Regions from separate parts of the Macaca mulatta genome. Here region 2 is linked to region 1. A link is a contact called in public Hi-C data. All regions are on one chromosome and are shown on one strand. The core of a region is the stretch at or near the end of the contact, and the rest is flanking DNA. Distances in the headings are between cores, read along the strand shown. Region 1 has its middle 53 kb from the start of FGFBP1. Region 2 has its middle 43 kb from the start of TAPT1.

The links. Hi-C and Micro-C count contacts between places; a contact is called where the count stands out from the background.
Region 2: a contact with region 1 is called in a Hi-C map of fibroblasts, with 4 times the contacts expected there. The contact joins two enhancer-like sites. A contact is called at or near these places in 5 of 14 Hi-C or Micro-C datasets (cortical neurons, fetal cortex germinal zone, fetal cortical plate and 2 more).

Annotation. Positions count from the first base shown.
Region 1 is chr5:14,951,519-14,955,168 of T2T-MMU8v2.0, forward strand. No RefSeq gene overlaps it. Among named protein-coding and RNA genes, the nearest start is that of FGFBP1, 53 kb to the right of the region's middle. Within about 2 kb of position 1,818, at least 1 of the 40 cell types and tissues checked has an H3K27ac peak or open chromatin away from gene starts, as enhancers often do.
Region 2 is chr5:15,340,632-15,344,281 of T2T-MMU8v2.0, forward strand. No RefSeq gene overlaps it. Among named protein-coding and RNA genes, the nearest start is that of TAPT1, 43 kb to the left of the region's middle. Within about 2 kb of position 1,865, at least 2 of the 40 cell types and tissues checked have an H3K27ac peak or open chromatin away from gene starts, as enhancers often do.

The sequences.
Region 1 (3,650 bases), core at 568-3,067:
TTCATTTATAAAGAACAGAAATGTATTTCTCACACTTCTGGAGACTCGGAAATCTAAGGTCAAGGTGCTGGCAGGTTTGTTGTCTGGTGAGGGGCTGCGTCTCCTCTTCCAAGATGGTGTCTTTGAGGCAGGATAGGTAGTCAAGGAAATGACCATGTTCTCAGAATGTAGCAGCCGTGGTGACAGTACAGCCAACACAGTAAGCCTTAGCATTCACATTATAATTGAGCTCACTCAAGCAAAGCTATCTTCAATAGGGACTTTCCCCTCTAGATAGCATACACACTTTGACTTTACCTGTCCTCAAACTAACCCCTTGCTGATTATAATAGTAAAAAACACACCCTTGGGTGGAGATTTAAGATGCTAATGAGAACGTGATATATGAACAAGCATGTACAGCTACTGCCATTGTGTACACAGAGGACTACCCAGAACATGCTTACTAGTAACACCTCTTCATACCTCCTTATGAATAACCATGTAAGGCTCCCATAAAGAGAGTCTCCCTAGTGCCAGTCTTTGCTGTCTCACCCTTACGAGCAGCCCGCCCTGAAATCTCCCTCTGAGGGTGTACTGCCTATTCTGTATTATTTTTCTTTTGTGATAAATTGCTCTATGCTGCACTTCCTATGCTATGTGTCTCTTGTTTAAATTCTTTTAAACCAAGAAGACAAGATCTGAGGTAACACATCAGCCATCAACACCTTGAATGCTGCATCCACCAGGGGAGAGGGAAACTTCTTCGTGTGACAGAAGAGCAGGAAAGCAAACCCTCTCTCATAGGCCACTTTTATAGTGAAGAGCTTTATTCCAGCATCAATCCATTCATAAGGCATTAATTCATTCATGAGGGCAGACCTAACCCCTCCCATTAGGCACCATCTCAAGATCTAAACACCTCCCATTAGTCACCAACTCCTAATGCTGTTGCATGGGGGATTCAGCTCCCAACACATGAATTTGGAGGGAACAAAAACACTCAAACCATAACAATAAGGATAGCTGAGCAGGAAGACAAATGAAGCCAGGATCCCTAATAGCACTGAGGAGTTGATGCACCAGCCCTGGCTTTCCGCTTCTAGGTTTTTTGTCATATGAGGAGCATAAACCTGTTTACTTATGTAAGTTACTGCTTTCTTGCAGCAAAAGGTAATTCTAACTGCAAAGGTCTTGAAAGAAGGTGATTACTTTAGTAGATGGTGTGGAGGAGCAAAGGTGTTCTAAGTGAGGGGAATGGTTTAAGCAAAGTTTTGGCAGCACAGATAATCAAGGTGTGGCTACTGAGGTCAATCCGGCTGAATTGAAGCATCTTGGGGCACTCTCTGGAAAATCCCTTGGGTCCCCCTGAGCCGCTGTGGCATTATTGGGTAATGATTTTTCCTTTCCAAAATGTAAATAGCGAAGTGAGACAATTGGTGATTATTCTTAAGCAAGTTGTTGCAAAGATTTATGAGTCCCTTTCCAGAAGACAGAAACAGGAAGAAAACATGTAGAGTTTGTATGTTCCCCTGCAAAAAAGTCCTTCTTGTCTAAAACTTATGCTTTCTGGTTTTAAATGTTTTAATTCAAGAAGAGGAAAACGAATCTGTCCTTCACTTTTTCAAACTGAGCCTTGTTTGGATGGCTCAATCGAGCATTCTCCAAACAAGGTAACATGTAGGTCTCCCTGGCTCCTGTTCTCAACTTCAGTTCTTTGGGGTGGATCCTCTATTTCTGTTTTTTTTTTTTTTTTTGGAATGGCTGCTGAGTCATGCTGGCAGAAATGCTGCTACAGGATGTGGACACTCCCTTCTCTGAGGTGCCAGAGGAGCCAGTTTTGGGTTGCTGGATGGCTCAACGTCCCGCCAGGCAGAGGACGGGGCAGCGTGGGTGATATCCAGATAACACTTGGGGCTGCATTTAGTGGGAAATAAAAAGATCATCATTTTTTCATGTGTCTGTTTCTTTGTTTTCTAACATTTCTATTTTTTGTATGTGATAAATGTCATTGGAGACCATAGAGGGAAGAATCTGAGTTCATTCAGCTCCTGAAATACTATTCAAAAGAATGTGGTACATATTTCTGCTTGGCTATCCCAACTGCCATTTTCAGCTCTATTCTCTCTTGCCACCTTTTACTTTAAAGTCTAGAAAAGTTTATATATATATATATACACACACATATATATACATATATATATGTGTATATATATATACACACACACACACACATATGTGAGACAATTGGTGATTATTCTTAAGCAAGTTGTTGCATATGTGTGTGTGTGTGTGTGTGTGTGTGTGTGTGTGGAAGTTTTCTGGGAGCTCTGATGAAGGTTTTCTTTTTTTTTTTTTTTTTTGGTCTGGAAGAGGCAGACACATACTGCTAGTGGATGTGATGTCTGGAGGCATAGCAGCCACCTTGAGACTATGTGGTGATAAGCATGAAGGTAAGGCCTAGAAAATATCAGAGACTTTGGCCTTGGCACATCAAGCCACTGAATTAAAGGCAGGAATTACCCAGCTCTAAACATCTGATAATGTGTTAAAAATAAATCTAGACCCTCATTTTCTGTTACTTGTGATTGAAGGCATTCTTAATGGGTATAGGTGGGTTGGTTCTGAACTGTTTGGGAAACCTCGAATTATAGACTGAAAGATTTGGATTTTTAAACTTTTCCACAACAACTACTTACGACCCATAAGGACTTATATTAGAAACATTTCTGCTAAGTCCTCCGCTTCTACAAGGGGAAGCCCTAGACATCACAAGACATCACATAATATACTCTTTGAAATAGCTTATGGAAACCTGACTGAAGAGGTGTGTGTCAGGATTAGGGCAGAGTATTGCTGGGCTGAACCAATCAGATTTCTCTCTATGTGTCTATAATTTGAAACAGGAGGCCAGAGAATGACAGCATCTGATGATGACCGGAGAAACTGGGAATTCAAGGTCTAGGGTCAGGGATACCCCACAAGCAATAGGCCCAGGATTTGGTGGAGAGAGAAGAGAATGGAGCACTTGCACTGAGGGAGAACATGGAGTGAGAGGCAGCCTCAGCTTCCAGGGATTTCCAGTGTCCAGCTCCACTTCCTGTTAGCTCCTGCTCCATTTCTTGCTCTTGAGTGCCTTGAACACTTCCTGTGTGGCAAATTAAAAATGGATATGAAGTGTGTGCAGCTCCTGTTATGAGCTGAATGTCTGTGGCTCCCGCTCCCTGCCAACTTCATATGTTGAAGCCTTGGCCCCCAACGTGGCTGTATTTGAAGACAGGGCCTTTAACAACGTAAGGAAGGTTACATGAGGTCAGAAGGATGGGACCCTGATCTGACAGAATTCGCGTGCTTATAAGAAGAGGTCCCAGAGAGCTTGCTGTCTCTCTCACCACACATGCACAATGAACACCCATGAACACACCGTGTAACAAGCGCTCAGGTCAAGAAAGAACATTTGCACCACTGTAAAAGCGTCCCTCATACCCTTTCTAGCAACTGCCCCCCAAGGGTAACCACATCCTGGTTTCTAACACTACAGAGTGGTTTTTTGCCTCTTTTGAACTTTGTGTGCCACGAAGTTTTATGTGTACCACATATTTTTGAATCATATTTATTTCAGGACCCGAATTAATTCAGAATACTTCCCTCTATGGTCTCCATTGACATTT
Region 2 (3,650 bases), core at 615-3,114, 390 kb after region 1:
TAAGATGATACTTTAGGATGCTAGTCCACCATCTTCTTGGTTTGCTGGCTCTTCAAATAGACCTGTTTTTCCTCCCACCAACCTTTGTCTCTGCAGTTTAGGCTTCCCAGGGGTGAGCAGCAGAACCACTCATCTATTCCCAAGCCTCTTCTCACTCATTGAGCTGCACTTTATGTCTATACTGGCTTCAGACACGATCATCTGTCTCTGTCTCTGAGGCTGTAGGAACTGAAGCAGCTTTCATCGAAGAGCCTGACTGGTTGGGCTCAGAGGCCTCCTAGGCAGCATCACTGGTAAGCCAGTATCCCTAAAAAGTAGTTACTATTGGAGGACTGTGCCACCACTTGTGTTCACCATAGGACTTGGTCACCTGGACCATCTTTTGGGATCATAACGGGATCAGCAAGTCCCACTTCTACTCAAACACTGTTTCTTTGATTCACACATACATTGAAATACAACTGTGCCTTGATGATATCTACCACCACTACCCCTCAACCAAGACGTCTGTAGGCACTGGGGAGTCCTGAATAAAAAGCACAGCATCAGTTGGCACTGGGATGGGAGCCCATGGGCTTTTTAATTTCCTGCTCTTATTGGCAGTTGGGAGCTAAATTTTCTCACTCTCAACTGTCTTCGAATCCTGAGCCGTGCAGAGGGTTAAACTTTAATAAGGCATTGATTGGACCTTCAGATACCCCATAGATTTAGTTTGCTGGGAACTGATTCAGGTTAACATGCGTCAGGGGCTATGATGAATGGACTGACTCTGGATACCTTTGGAGAGCTTAAGAAAGCACTACAGACAGGACTGGGGAGCAACCCACCCAAGCCTTGGCAAAGGACAAAGAGGCGGTGGCGGTAGCAGCAGCACTTACTGATCAAGACCTTTAGGAGAAGTGAGATGGGACACAGGGCCAGGAAAATTTTCTGGGACTGAGATTTCCTTGGAAGTCATCTGGTATCTTGTCAACGCCGCTGAGGAGACTTAGAGTCTTTCCAGGCAAGCACTTGGAGTTGTTCCACAGGACTTGGTTTCCCCAAGCCAGTGAGGCTCACAGGGGCAAAGATTCACAGTTCCTCACCTCTCTGGTTACCTGCAGCACAAGGCTTGGGTGACCAGAAGGAGGAATGGTCACACATTTAGCCTGCGTATTCTAATCATTATTTTTGTTGGAATTTTGTAACTAAATCCATTTTTTGCTGGAATGAGGGCAATCAAACCTATGTATGGCAGGTTCTAAATAAAATTCTAAAGGAGAAATTCTGAAAAAAACAAAAAAACAAACCTTGAATAATGGCAACATCATGAGACTATTTGTAGCCCCAGGGTGACTACTTTGGATGCTATACAATTACTTGTATATGGATGTCAGGTCAGTTTATTGAATCATTATTTTTAAAATCTTATTTGCTTATTCACAGAGCCTATTTTTCAGAAGTCTTAATAATCACATTTTGCATGCTTACAAATGCTTCCTGGTGTCAGGGTCTGCTCTATGAATTCCACAGGTACAGCTCATTCATTCTTGTAGTAGTCCCAGGAGGAATGGCTTCTTGCTTTCTCCATTTCACTATTAAGCAACTTGCCCAAGGTCATAGAACTATTCAGTGGAGGAAGTGAGGTTTAAACCCACATGGCCTGGCTCTGGAGCTTGGTTCTTAACCACTACCTCCACTGGATCTGATTATGTCATCTACTCACAGGATATTTTCCAATTTAAAATGACTGCAAGCAATCCTTAGACACAGTCCCAATTTGCCAGATAATCACGACTGTCTTCCCTCCTATTCCTCAGGGGAAGCCATATGGATCTGGCTTAAATTTCTTAGGAGAGGTGTATCAGTTAGGGTTCCTCTTTGGAAAGCCACAAAAATGAACTCTGGCCAAGATCTTATAAAAGGGGAATTTGTTAGAGGTCTGTGTGGATCAGTTAATAGGAGGGAAACTGGAGAATCAAGCTTAAAAATAGGATGGGAGGAGCCACAAACAGAAACTATGTCTACTGTGGAAGTATAAGTAGAGGAATTTCACAAAATTGAGGGCACTGCTGCTGGAGCAAAACAAACAAACAAACAAAAAAACCCAATTCATCTGAGTCTTCAGAGCCTTGGAAGAAAGAATATAAATGGCCAAGTTGGGCATGCGCTTCCTAGGGACTGTACAGAATGGTGAGAGGAAGGTTCTGGGGAAAGGAGCCTCTGGGTACTTCAGAATGGAAGTAGAAAGTATTAGGACTTTGGTAGTGTTTAGCTGTGTTTTACTACTGATATTGCACAGAATGGGGAAGAGGTAAGTATGAATGGGGAAGAGGTAAGTATGAATGGGGAAGAGGAGGGAGTGAGCAGGAAGCTGACTTGAAAACTGTTATAAGAGACCAAGTAGGTGGTCATGTAAGATTAAAACTTGGGGTAATAGAAGAAAGAATGAGAGGAAAAATAGGATTTAAGAGGGTGACTTAACAGCAGTTTTCTTTCTCTTTGTCCTCCCCTAGTTTTGGAGTTCTCAACCATCATCTCCTGCCCCCAGTACATTTGGGCAACTCTGGGAATTAGAGGTTGTCTATTTCCATGTCTGAATTCTTGCCTAAAGGCCTTCAGTTGCTGACCTCTCTTCTCAAATTTTCAATCTCGATATCATTTTGCTTCCTAGTATTTTCGATCCAAATCATTTTACTTATGATAGAAACTGAAGCAAGTATGGGTTGTCTTTGTAATGTAAACGTAATTTCGGAAGTAGACCATTCCCCTTGATTATAAGCAAAGTCAAACCTAATATTAGTTTGGATTTATATTACTGTTAATATTATTTACTCTCTGAAAACAGACTAACCCCAATTAACATTGTGAATTGTCTGCCCTGTAATGACCAGATATTCCATTCTATTACATTATTGAAATCATTTGCATGGTAATTATGGTTTAGCCCTATCAGTAATTGGAATTGTTTGCCTTCTGGTAATGTTGTACAATGGTGGCTCATTAATCACATAGAAAACCTTGCCACGTGGCAGGATTAAGAAAGTATAATAATACGCTCCCACTAAACTCGTGGTTCTAAACCAGCATTTCAGTTTGTTCCATTACCTTTCCTCTGATGTAGGTTTTTGTTTGTTTAGTTTCTAAACCACTCATGACAGAAAAATAATATAAATTGCAAATGTGAAAATGTGATTGTTCTAGGAAAATTTTATTTAAAAATTCCACAGCACAAATTACCCATCTCATCTTCCTTGTCTCTTCAATATTTCTCCTTCTTCCAATCTGATAAATGAAGCAAATATCATAGGCTGCCAAGGGAATTGAGATATTTTTGTGTGTGAGTGTGTGTGTGTGTATAATTTAAGTAAACCAAATGTATAGGAAGAATCTGAGCTTGCATTAGAAACAAAACAAAACAAACAACTGGGGACTTAACCTTTACTTTACAAAAGGATTCTTTTAAGAACTGTCTTTAAATCCCAAAGTGCTCCTGGTGCAGTGAAAATACTATTTCCTCTCTAAAATTTATATTTTTTTCAGGAAGTTTAATAGAATAAAATGATCCAAAAATTCATGTACACACACATGTGCATGCAATTAAAATATGGTCATCTCCTTGTGTGATGTGCAGGATCAGTGTCTGACGTGGCAAAGGCGCTTAGATATGA